3 separate regions of the Mus musculus genome follow, and all the other regions are linked to region 3. Evidence: chromatin contacts called from public HiChIP or PLAC-seq data. All regions are on one chromosome and are shown on one strand. Each heading gives the region's core, a stretch centred on a gene start, on an enhancer-like site or on the middle of the called end of the contact. The rest is flanking DNA. Distances are from core to core; before and after follow the strand shown. Region 1 holds the start of Urgcp (upregulator of cell proliferation). Region 2 holds the start of Gas2l1 (growth arrest-specific 2 like 1). Region 3 has its middle 7.8 kb from the start of Gm11963.

The links. HiChIP or PLAC-seq counts read pairs in DNA pulled down with a chosen protein or histone mark.
Region 1: an H3K4me3 HiChIP or PLAC-seq map of embryonic stem cells shows a contact between it and region 3, with 33 read pairs. The contact joins the promoter of Urgcp here to the enhancer-like site in region 3. A contact is called at or near these places in 1 of 39 promoter capture datasets (liver), 2 of 15 datasets of contacts at CTCF or cohesin (large pre-B cells and pro-B cells), 5 of 484 Hi-C or Micro-C datasets (CD4 T cells, bone marrow-derived macrophages and embryonic stem cells) and 16 of 115 datasets of contacts at active chromatin or transcription factors (the NIH/3T3 cell line, T-cell acute lymphoblastic leukemia, acute myeloid leukemia and 9 more).
Region 2: a contact with region 3 is called in an H3K4me3 HiChIP or PLAC-seq map of embryonic stem cells, with 5 times the contacts expected there. The contact joins the promoter of Gas2l1 here to the enhancer-like site in region 3. A contact is called at or near these places in 2 of 39 promoter capture datasets (pre-B cells and stem cell-derived epiblast-like cells) and 5 of 115 datasets of contacts at active chromatin or transcription factors (embryonic stem cells, forebrain, memory CD8 T cells and 2 more).

Annotation. Positions count from the first base shown.
Region 1 is chr11:5,739,697-5,743,577 of GRCm38.p6, reverse strand. It overlaps Urgcp (upregulator of cell proliferation), which reads left to right and starts at 2,402. Exons shown (of 6, transcript NM_178623.3): 1 at 2,402-2,481. The coding sequence starts at 2,468.
Region 2 is chr11:5,063,454-5,067,267 of GRCm38.p6, reverse strand. Gas2l1 (growth arrest-specific 2 like 1) reads left to right here and starts at 1,941. Exons shown (of 7, transcript NM_144560.3): 1 at 1,941-2,053; 2 at 2,174-2,431; 3 at 2,790-3,442. The coding sequence starts at 2,810.
Region 3 is chr11:5,476,120-5,480,082 of GRCm38.p6, reverse strand. No RefSeq gene overlaps it. Among named protein-coding and RNA genes, the nearest start is that of Gm11963, 7.8 kb to the left of the region's middle. Within about 2 kb of position 1,727, at least 10 of the 459 cell types and tissues checked have an H3K27ac peak or open chromatin away from gene starts, as enhancers often do. A contact at or near this core is called in embryonic stem cells, where this site is marked.

The sequences.
Region 1 (3,881 bases), core at 1,153-3,652, 260 kb before region 3:
ACTTCCCTCCCGTATCCCTGAGTTAATACTTACTAAATCTATATTTCATCTTCGCTGCCCAGGACCCTGCTAGGCAGCCCTCCTATGGCTGCTTTCCCCTGAACCTACATGTCAGCTGTTTCACCCTCCTGCGCCTTTCCAGAGTGGTCCGTCTCCTACACTCCGGTCTTGGAGGAATCTCCTCTTCCTCCTTCCCTTCCTGGGAATCCTAAAAGTCCTGTCTCTGTCTTCCTACCCAGTCATCAGCCACCGGAAACTTTATTGACCAGTCAAAAACCAACTGGGGACAGGCTTCCTTTGGTCCAATGTGTGGTGTGGGACACTGCTCCCTGAGGGCTGGGACTGAAGGCCTGCACTACCACAGCCTGGCGGAAGAGGCTTCCTTTTGCACATCAATTTAGGTTTTTGTTTTGTTTTGTTTTGTTTTTTTTTGGGGGGGGGGGTGTTCAAGACAGGGTTTCTCTGTGTAGCCCTGGCTGTCCTGGAACTCACTTTGTAGACCAGGCTGGCCTTGAACTCAGAAATCCACCTGCCTGTGCCTCTGCCTCTGCCTCTGCCTCTGCCTCTGCCTCTGCCTCTGCCTCTGCCTCTGCCTCTGCCTCTGCCTCTGCCTCTGCCTCTGCCTCTGCCTCCCAAGTGCTGAGATTAAAGGCGAGGCCACCACCGCCCTGCTTGTTTTGGTTTTTTAAACTTGCTTTAGTCTGGCCTTCTCTAGTGGCGATCATTACTGCCTTGAATCCAGCCATTTATGATTGCCCAGTCCTCAACCTTTCTCACCCTTTCTTCTGGATTTGTACTTTGTATCGAACTTTCCATTTGTCAGCTTTCCTGGGTAGCTCTCTGATGTCTTCTGAACATCTCAAGTAATTGTTAGCTTTTGTTTTCCTGAAGAGGGCAAGAATGTCCAGAAGCACTGACTGGATTCAAGTACTGAAAGAGAACCTGTACTAAAGGAGTATTCATTTATTTAGCCCTCAGAGAAGAAGAGAATGAGGAGTGGTGGCCCTGGAGAGCTCCTGTCTTATCTGGGCAACTGTAGCTAGTAAGTAGGCAGAGCCCAGTTTCCAGCCTAGGTGTTCTGGTCGATGGGCAAATTGTTCAATTATCTCTTCGGTGCTTTATAATCTCTTTGGTGTTTAATATTCTTTTTTTTTAAGATTTATTTATTTTATTATCTGTAAATACACTGTAGCTGTCTTCAGACACTCCAGGAGAGGGCGTCAGATCTCATTACCGATGGTTGGGCGCCACCATGTGGTTGCTGGGATTTGAACTCAGGACCTCTGGAAGAGCATTCAGTGCTCTCAACCACTGAGCCATCTCTCCAGCCCGGTGTTTAATATTCTTAGTGGTGAAGAGAATACTATCTCAATGTTGGGCCCTGCCCCGCATGGTGGTGCACACTTTTAATCTCAGCACTCTGGAGAAAAAGCAGGCAGGTGGAACTCCATGAATTCAAGGCCATCCTGGTCTACACAGCAAGCTCTTGGCAGGACAGTGTTAAACAGAGAACCTGTCTCAATGAAAATAAAGAAAAAGAACTTGAAGGTAGGAAGGTGGGGAGGAGCTGGGAAGGGAAATTATAGTGACACATAGTTTGTATTTTTTTTCTCATTTTCTCAACAGTTCATTACTACCGTTTGATTTGATTTTACTGGTTATGAGTTCTGAAATGACATGATTGGACTAATGCTTTTATGTCACAGAAAGGAAAATGCACTGTATGAAAAAAATAAATTGAAAAAACAACTTAATGTGATAACACAAAAATGCCACCAGCAGTGGTTTGCACTGCATAGTCCAGAGTTTGTTTCTTTAAATTAGGTATTTTCTCTTAAAAGATATAATTTGTCTTTGAAACTAATTTAGCAGGGGCTGGAACCAAGCCTCAAAATTTTACATGCCTAAATATTCATAGCTTGTAGGTGATTCTGGGAAACCCCACTGCACAAGTTCTAAACTTTTTATTTCTATGTAATACAAGATAAGGCTTAATATACACACTTAAAAAAAAAGTGGGAAACCAGCTCAGAGGCCAACATTACTCCACCCCGCTGCGAACTAGTAGCAGGAGAGATGTTGTTTTCCTTTAGAACAGCAACACTGTACACCCCAGAGGTAGAGGAAAGTGCGTTTCTTACAGAAATTAACATCAGAATGCGGGGACTAGAGGGTGGTGTCCAGCAGTCTGGCAGCTGTCAGTGGCCCCAGGGCAGGTCTGGCTCCGCAGGTGAGTTCCAGCCTCCGGGCAGCGGGCCGGCCTGGCCGGTGGCTGCCGTAGGTAGTGCTCTGGGCCCAGGGCGTCCTCTCCCTCGCCCCAGGCGCCCGCCTGCCCTCCACTGAGCTCAGCCCACGGCGCCCGACGCCCTAACGGAGCGGGCGGGGGCGGCCTACAGGCCCCTCCCCGGCGCCCGGCGGCAGCCGCGCAAGCAGCGGAGGAGGCGGGAGCGCCCAGGCCGCTGCGCTCATGGCGTCGCCGGGGTGAGTGAGGCGCTCCGGGTGTGCGGGGGGCGCCTGTTGGGCGAGGGGCGGGCGGAACTGTGCGTGTCCACCACCCGGCGCCCCCTTGGCCTCGGCCGGACCCCGGCTGACTCTGTCCCGCCAGGTGCCTGTCCACGACCCGCGGCCTCCCCCGCCGACCTTGGGCGGTCGTAGCCGGGCCAGGGTCTCCCGGCAGGGCCGCGGGCAGGACCAGCCAGGACAGCGGCCGGTCAGGGCCGGAGAAACGGGTTCTGGAGAGGGGCAGCAAGGAAGCTGCGGGAGGGGACTCGGGGTCCTAGGGCTCGGCTGAGGCCGCAGAGCGGCTTAGCAGGCCTGACGTGTGTTTCTGGCGTTTAGACTTGCTTGCGTTGGAAGTTGATGCTTGGGTTCACAGTCATTAGGGGACATCCCCAGGCTGTCCCACGTCAGGGCAAGTGGGGCTCAGCTGGACTGGACCCTTGTCCAGAGTGAAAAAGCGGATTCGGGATCTAAGACTGCCTGTGTTGGGGTGGGGGTGGGGGTGCTTCTGTGGGATGGCTACACTTGTTCTGGTATTACCTCTTTCCTAGTGCTCGTTCTCTCTCCCAAATAGTGTTCTTAGGAAATTATATAGTGACACATAGTTTGTATTTTTTTCTCATTTTCTCAACAGTTCATTACTACCGTTTGATTTGATTTTACTGGTTATGAGATCTGAAATGACATGATTGGACTAATGCTTTTATGTCACAGAAAGGAAAATGGGTCTCAAGGTCATCGCTATAGGTGGTAAACATCTTTTTGACTGTACGCCATCATTCAGAGGGTCTCAGACCCAGTAGTACTGGTAGCAGCCCACGCTGTGTATCATTGCAGTTAGAAGACTTACAGGTGCAGGAGGACTTCTGGGGGAAGCATGTAGAAGTTAGCTCTCCCACAAAGGCAGACTTCACTATGCTAGGGAGTGATTTGGCTCGGTACAGTGGTCTGAATGAAGGTGAATGAAGCAATCTGAACTTGATCCAGGCCTGCAGGCGCCAGTCAGATCATGGGCAATTTCCACCTGCCTAATGCCTTTCTAGGCTCGAGGGCAAGCAGGCACTTCTGAGACCAGGCCTTTTTCAATGCCAGCTGGGTATCCAGTACTTTGAGCTCATAAGGAGAATAAACTGTGATCCATCCTGGGCAGGCCAGGCTTTGGACCCAGAGGGCCAAGGTCCCTCTACATTCTTGCCCAGCCTCATAGGAAAGTGTAAGGCAGTGTTTGAGCCTGTGGCAGCTGCCATTAGGCTTGTAAGACAGCTTAGTACATTTTGTGTCTAAACACACTGCTTTGTAGACAGGGGTTGGAGGAGGATCTCCTAGGATTAATAATTCTGTGTGCCTGGACCCACAGAATTATGGTATTGTCTGATAACAGA
Region 2 (3,814 bases), core at 692-3,191, 410 kb after region 3:
GTTCCCTATCAGGAGTGCACAGACTTGTGTGTGACATCTCCCCCAGGAAGTTTGTCAGACAACACTGGTGACCAACAGAGCTTAGATTCAGTCTTCTATGTCCAGAACACTGAAGCACAGTGAGGTGGCTATAAGTAGGGGTCAAATTCCTGCAGAGCTGCTGATGGCAATGGTACCTTAACCTCCCCAGTCCTCAGCTTCCCTAGATCTACAAAACCATCATATGAGGCTGGATAAGGGAACCTGCCACCATGCCACAATACCCAGGATCCCACATGGTGAAAGGCAGAACAAACTCCCAAAAGTTTGCCTTGCCTACATACCTTGACACAGACACACACTCACTAAACAGATGTAATAAAAAGTATCGGTGTATCAGATTATTTTGAAGATGATTGCTGGGTATGACGGTTCATTACTGCTTGTTCCAGGACAAGTCATTTCTCAATTCCTTCACTTAGAATTCAGTCTCCATAGCCAATTCTTCAGGACTTCACTCCCTGCTAGGTGTTATTTTTTTTTTTTTTTTTGTTTAACAACTCCGTGTCCACAATGTTCACCCCCAAACCTGGGATTTCTCCCTCATCTATACTCACACACTCACCTCACTAACATACATCATCAGTTTTCAACAGGCAGTCAAGATCCAGCATCCCCTCTCCCCATTCAACCTAAACCACTTGCCTCCCTCAGAGGCTTCCCTGACCCTGACCCTGACGCTGCAACAACAGCAGTTACAGGAGCCCTTATGGCTGCTACGTCAGCCTCTCCTAAATTCCTCCTTAGAGAGAGGCCTGGGATCCCAACAGAGAGAGCACACCATGAGTTCAAAGCCAGCTCAGGCTACATAGCAGAACTCTGTAAAAGTAATGACATGGTGGAACATTCCTTTAATCCCAGCACTCAGGCGGCAGAGACAGGCAGATCTCTATGACTTTTGAGGCCAGCCTGGTCTATATAGGGAGTTCCAGGCCAGCCTGGTCTACATAGTGAGATCCTGCCTCAAAACCACAACAAACTCCAACAATAATAATTTAATAATAATTAACAAATAAACCGGGGGCTGGGGAGATGGCTCAGTGGTTAAGAGCACCAACTGCTCTTCCGAAGATCCGGAGTTCAAATCCCAGCAACCACATGGTGGCTCACAACCATCCGTAACAAAATCTGATGCCCTCTTCTGGAGTATCTGAGGACAGCTACAGTGAACTTACATATAATAAATAAATCTTTAAAAAAAAACAAACAAATAAACCTCTCTTCCATGACCTTTGAAAAGCATGGTCCACAAGGCCCTAATGTTTCACCACTTCAGCCTTGCAAACCTACCCATTTTTCTTTCCTTCTTCCTTCCTTTCCTTTTTTTGAGATAGGCTTCCTCAGTGTGAAAAACTTTCCCTCTAGATGACTCTCAGCTTCCTCCGTCGCCTCCTTCCTTGATCTGAGTTAAAATTAAGTCCACACACCCCCACAAGATTTCCAGTCTCTCTCCAGCATCTCACTCCTCTCTCGGGCGACAGTAGGGGGCAGGATTCCCTAGATCTTCCAGGTTCCTCCTAAGGCGTGTAGTTGCCCCTGCCACACCCCCTCTTTTAACCTAACCCGCAGCCACCTTCCGATCCCTGAGCCTCATCGTCCTTGTACCTTAAGCTATCCCTGGGCCGTCCTGCAGGAAGAGCACCCAGTTATCTGACTTGCAGAGGTCCACCCGGGACGGAGGTGACTCTGCAGTCCCCGGCCCCTATCGCTTCCGGGGAGGCCACTGTCACGGGGGAAGGACAGCTGAAAGGATCTGAACCCCGCCTAGGAAGACCCAGACCCGGAGTTAAAGGGGGGGTGAGGTGGGGGTGATGCCTTAGGGCCTAAGGCCCGAGAAAGGCACGGCCCCTTTAAGAGCGCAGCTCCGCCCCTTCCTGGCCGGATCCAAATTCCAGGGGGGCGGGGCAGAGCGGACGCCTGGAAGCAGCGATCTCGGGCGACGCCTGTGTGCGGCGGCGCGGCCCGGCTCCGGCCCCGCCGGGGCGATGCTCCCCGGGGCGGCGGGGTGAGCCAGGTGAGCGCGGGGACCCCCAGGAGCCCTAGCCAGAGTGCCTGGAGGTGGGCCGGGCGGTGCGGGCTCTCTGCTTCCCAGGGCTGTGTGACCCTGACTGGGCACTCACCCTCTCTGGACCAGGCCTCGAGCACTGCGGAGGCTCGCGGGGGCCGTTCGGAGTCCCGGCCTTTCAGGCACCAGCTCGGGCGGCTTTTCGCAGCAGGAATCCGGCCTGCCTGGGTGACCCGATTCCTCCACCCACTGCTCTGCGACCTTCGGCGAATGCCTGCCCTTACTGCGCCTCAGTTTCCTCATCTGTAGAATGGAGACGCGGTCGCCGCTCAGCCTGTGGCGCGGCCCTTAGCGGAGAGGAGAAGGGAAAGGCGGGACTTCGTGCAGGTTATGGGCTGAGCAATGGAAACAGTCTCTCCGTGGTTCTGGGCGAGGCTCCTCTCCTGTCCCTCCCTACCCACATGTCTTCATGTTTTTAAATGGCATTTCTTCCTCGTGGGTGCCAACTTGTCCCCAGCCACCCTCTCCCGACCAGCCAGACAGCAAACATAAACACTACAATGGTGTAAATGTTACTGAGTCCCTTAAAGCAGGTCATGGCACCGTGAGAACAATGTGGTGCTACGTTTGCTTGTTCACAGCTTGCTCTTAAACTTAGCGTCTCCCCTGAGTGGCGGGCTGGTAGAGGTGGACCATTCTGAACCCTTTCGAGTCTTCACAGCAATCCTGACCTATGTCCCCACAGTGACTCCACTGGCTCTGGGCATGGCGAACCCAGTGGCGGGCATCGCAGGCTCTGCCGCCAAGAGTGTGCGACCCTTCCGATCCAGTGAGGCCTATGTGGAAGCCATGAAGGAAGACCTGGCCGATTGGCTCAATGCTTTGTACAGTCTAGGTCTCCCCGGCAGTGGCGATGGCTTCCTCACGGGGCTGGCCACAGGCACAACCCTGTGCCAACATGCCAACGCTGTCACCGAGGCTGCCCGGGCTCTGGCTGCTGCCCGTCCAACCCGAGGTGTGGCCTTCCAGGCACACAGTGTGGCGCCTGGCTCCTTCATGGCCCGAGACAACGTGGCCTCTTTCATCGGCTGGTGCCGGGCTGAGCTGGGCGTGCCTGAAGTGCTCATGTTTGAGACAGAGGACCTGGTGCTACGCAAGAACGAGAAGAGTGTGGTGCTCTGCCTGCTGGAGGTCGCCCGGCGTGGGGCGCGCCTTGGCCTGCTTGCCCCGAGGCTGGTACAGTTCGAGCAGGAGATCGAGCGGGAGCTTCGAGCTACCCCTCAGGTTTCCAGCGTCCCTGCTGCTGAAGAGGATGTCACTGAAATTGCCACTGTACCAGGGGTTCCCACCCGCACACCCCGCATGACGCCCAATGACCTTCGAAACCTTGATGAGCTGGTGAGTCTTCTGATATCCACATTGGGTGTCCCATCCCGTCCCGTCCCGTCCCCCCCCCCCCATCAGGGGACCAGATGGCAGAGCTAATACCTACCCCAACCCTAAGCCTCCAGGGGCCCATTCTCAGCAGCCTTCCCCACTAAGAGTACATATGGTGACTGCCAAGTGTGTACCTGGCCACAAAGAAATAAGCTCAGAGAGGCAGAGGTGCTGAGTGAGGCCACACAGCTCAGGTGGGTCTGAGGCAGGAGATCAGCTTTTAGTATTAAATGAGCGGCAACTAAGTTGAGTGCTTTCCTTCATTTGGAGGACTGTGACTTGGGGGGTGCCAGGCAGATGCATTGGCAGCCTCAGACCTGGGGCTGAGTGGCC
Region 3 (3,963 bases), core at 478-2,977:
AAGAAAGCAGTTCTGTAAGGCAAGGACCACGTTTATCATAATCATCACAACAGCCTCCACACCCAACACAATATATGATGTAAATATTTACTGTAGATATGATTAAACCATGAATATACCACTGTAAAAGTACAATATATGTGTGTCCATGCCTTTAAATATTTATCATTTTTATTAATCTTATCATTTTTATTAAACTTATCATTTTTATTAATCTTATTCTGTTTATTAAAATAGCACGTTCATTGGAGATGTCAGAAAATTAATAAACCAAAACCACTAATATTTCTACCATCAACAGAAAAATTAATATTTTATTTGTGGAGTGGAAAAATGGCTCATGGGTAAAAGCATTTGCTATGCAAGCATGAGGAACTGAGTTCGAATCCCCAGAACCCATGTAAAAGTCAAACCAGTAACATGAGTGTCTGCAGTCCCAGAGCCTCTATGGAGAGATGGGAAATGGAGACAAGAGAACTCCCAGGAGCTCTCAGGCCAGTGTGCCTGTCATACACAGCAAGTAATGAGCCTCTCAAACAGGTAGGAGGTGAGGACTGACTCCCTCCAACTATGGCCTGTACACACCCACATTCACTGCACAAATGCGTGTGTGCACGCACGCTCGCACACACACTTTGTTTGATCCAGAAACTTGCTAGACTCTATCCCCCACCTGACAAGAACATATGTAGAGGAGGAAGACACAGTATATAGTCCTTGTCCCCAAGGCCAGGACAGATGAACCACAGAGCCAAGGAGGCTTCGGTGAGAAAGATGGAAGATTCTGATCGGCATTAAACGGAGCTCCCAAGGGCTGAGAATGGAGTTCTGAGCATGCTCAAAGGCCCGAGCTTGATCCTCAGAATGGGGAAAAGAAAATAAGTAAAAAGCAAGCAAGGAAAAAAACTGTAAAGAATATTTAGGAGGTGGGGATATATCTCAATTGGTAGAGTGCTTATCTAGCATGCAGGAGAACTGGCTTCAAGTCAAGTGCTCATAAGTCAGGCACAGGAGCACAAAGCTGGGAGCAGGAGGGTCAAGAGTTCAAGGTCATCCTCAGCTACACGCAGCAGAATATCTGTAGAAGCCAGAGGACAACCTGACAACTTGTAAGTAGTCCCCGGAGATTTGAACTCAGGCACTCAGGCTTGGCATCGAGTGCTTTTCCTCTTTGAGTCATCTCTTCAATCCTAAAATGGACTTTGGAATGAATTTTATTTCTTTCCTTTTTTAAATATTTATTTTATGTATGAGTTCTCTACACATGTACACCTGTGTACCAGAAGAGGGCATGAGATCCCATTACAGATGGTTGTGAGCCACCATGTGGTTGCTGGGAATTGAACTCAGGACCGATGGAAGAGCAGCCAGTGCTCTTAAACGTTGAGCCGTCTCTCCAACTTCCACTTGTAAATCTTTTTAAGATAATTGTGAGGCTTACCTTATGGAACTTTTTCTTTATTTTCCAAAATTACTAAATTAGTTATTGTTTTACACAGTTTTGCTAATCTAAAATATTTTTACATTTATTTTGAGTTTATTGTGTGTGTAAGGGGAGGTTCTGTTGCTAACGTCCTGTTCCCCAAATGGTTCTTGATTTATCAGTAAAGAAGGCCGGGTGTGGGGGAGGAAGCAGGAGACAATTGCTGGATGGAAGCACAGGTGGGACTTCCGGCCCCGGGAGGAAAAGGCAGACACAGAGGAGGAGAGGGGCGTTTCTGCTCTGCTTTGGAGGAAGAAGAATGTAGCAACCATGCAAGGTCTCTGGACAAGCTGGGGCTGTGGCCTCCACTCCAGGCAGGTGGCCAAGGATGTTTGGCGGGGCAGGTGGGACTAGGCACTAAGTTTAGGGCAGGTGGAGAGATGGAGATAATAAATTGGTAAGAGCGCACTTTTCCAGGTGGGGGATATCGCCCCCAGCAACTGTGCCTAGAAGGTAAGTTGTAAAGTAACAACCTGTGTGTGCCTTTTATCCAAGGATTCGGGGAAGCCGGGTGGGAGCTGGGATCATGGTCAAAGGCAGGTAGTACAAAGGGCCAGAGTGCAGCCCGTCCCAGGCAGAGGCGGTGGCATTTAAAACTACGTGCAACGTGTGTGTAGATCAGAAGAAAACTTAAAGAAGCCAGTTGATTCCAGAGATCAAGCTCAACTCCTGAGGCTCAGCAGCAACCCGCCCTGAGCCATCTACTCTAGTGAGTCATTTGATCTTTCACTTGCCCCTTGTCTGGAATGCAGATGAGATGGGAAAGATGGAGCAGCCGTCTTGTGACCACGAAGGGATGGGTCCAGCATGACAGTGGTGAGGGTCAGGGCTAGGTGGTCAGAAAGGACAGACAGATGTGAAGTGAGTTTCTGCTGGCAGCACACAGCCACAGCTCACAAGCCCAGAATGCCCATTTCTGGGTTTTTATCATACGGGAAGAGCCAACCCATTCTTTGGCTGGGTTTTCGGCTACAAAGCCAAACCAATCAATAGCTGGTAGAAAGGCTGAGCTACAGATATATTTTAAGCTGGGGCACTACACGTGGCTCTAGGGCCTGGAGAGATGGGAATTAGAAGCAAATGCTGAACTTGTATCAGGCCAGATCACAGAGCCTTCTGGGGAACCCAGGCCCTGGGCCTTAGACCGAGAGTGCCATCCTTCAAGATAAACAATGTGTAAATGAATCATTTTAAAGGAAAATTCTCCTGCCTTTCTCCCCACATCCCATAGTAGTCACTAAAAGCACTTTAAATTGTTGTTTGTTTCTACTGACCAGCTTTAGATTCACTATGTAGTTCCGGAAGGGATTGAACGTGGAGCCTCCTGTCTCCATCTTTGGAGGCCTGGAATTACGGGTGTGTGTTACCACTGCCAGGACAAATAGTGCTGGAGATTCAGTGTTGAGAGACCACATCTTCTTATGTGTAGGACTGTGGGTCTAGTATGTAGCAATGCAAGCATGCACACACACACACACACACACAGAGTCAATTTAAGATTGTCTGGTGGCACACCCCTGTGATCCACTCATAGTGAGACTCTGTCTCAAAAACAAGAGAAAACAATCCAGTCTCTACCATGCCAGCCACTCTTCAGACACTCGATAATCAATATTGGTATATTTGCATGATTTAGGTTGCTTTTTTTTTTTTTCAGACGGGGTTTTGTTTTGTAGCCCAGGCTGCCTTCAGATTCAAGGTCCACGTGCTCTGTCTCCCCCACGCTGGGATTGCAGGTGTGTAGTTACACTCAGCTTTCTGGTGCCTCTTTATAGACAACATTCTCCTTACAGAACACCCTGCTCAGGAATGGTGAAAAGACACTGGACTTAAACATGGGTTTACTCTGTGCCCTGAAAGTCCACTCCTTGGCACAGGGCAACCAGTCAATGTTAGACCACAGCCATGTTCAAGAACCTTCTAAGCTGCACCTGGTGGCACTTTAGTCCCAGCAGAGACAGGAGAGGTAGGCAGCCTGATCATCATAAATTCTGGGCCAGGCATGACTACATAGAGACACACCCACCCACCACCTACCCCCCCCCCCAAAGAAAGAAGAAACAATTTCTAATTTTATGTAGAAAGCCCTCGAACTGAACCTAACTCCCCATCAACATGATACAAGACTGCTATTAAAAAGTTCAGAGGAAAAAAAAAAAAAAGTAGCCAGGTGGTGGTGGCACACGCCTTTAATCCCAGCACTTGGGAGGCAGAGGCAGGCAGATTTCTGAGTTCGAGGCCAGCCTGGTCTACAGAGTGAGTTCCAGGACAGCCAGGGCTATATAGAGAAACCCTGTCTCAAAAAACCAAAGAGAGAGAGAGAGAGAGAGAGAGAGAGAGAGAGAGAGAATGCTGCTCTGAAAAAAAAAGTTCAGAAACAGCTTAGGTCACAGTAATGAAAGGATAGAAAGGATAATGTTCACTTCAAGGTAGCTGCTGAGAGGCAGGGGCATGGTCTGCCTTTTCTTTCTTTCTTTTTT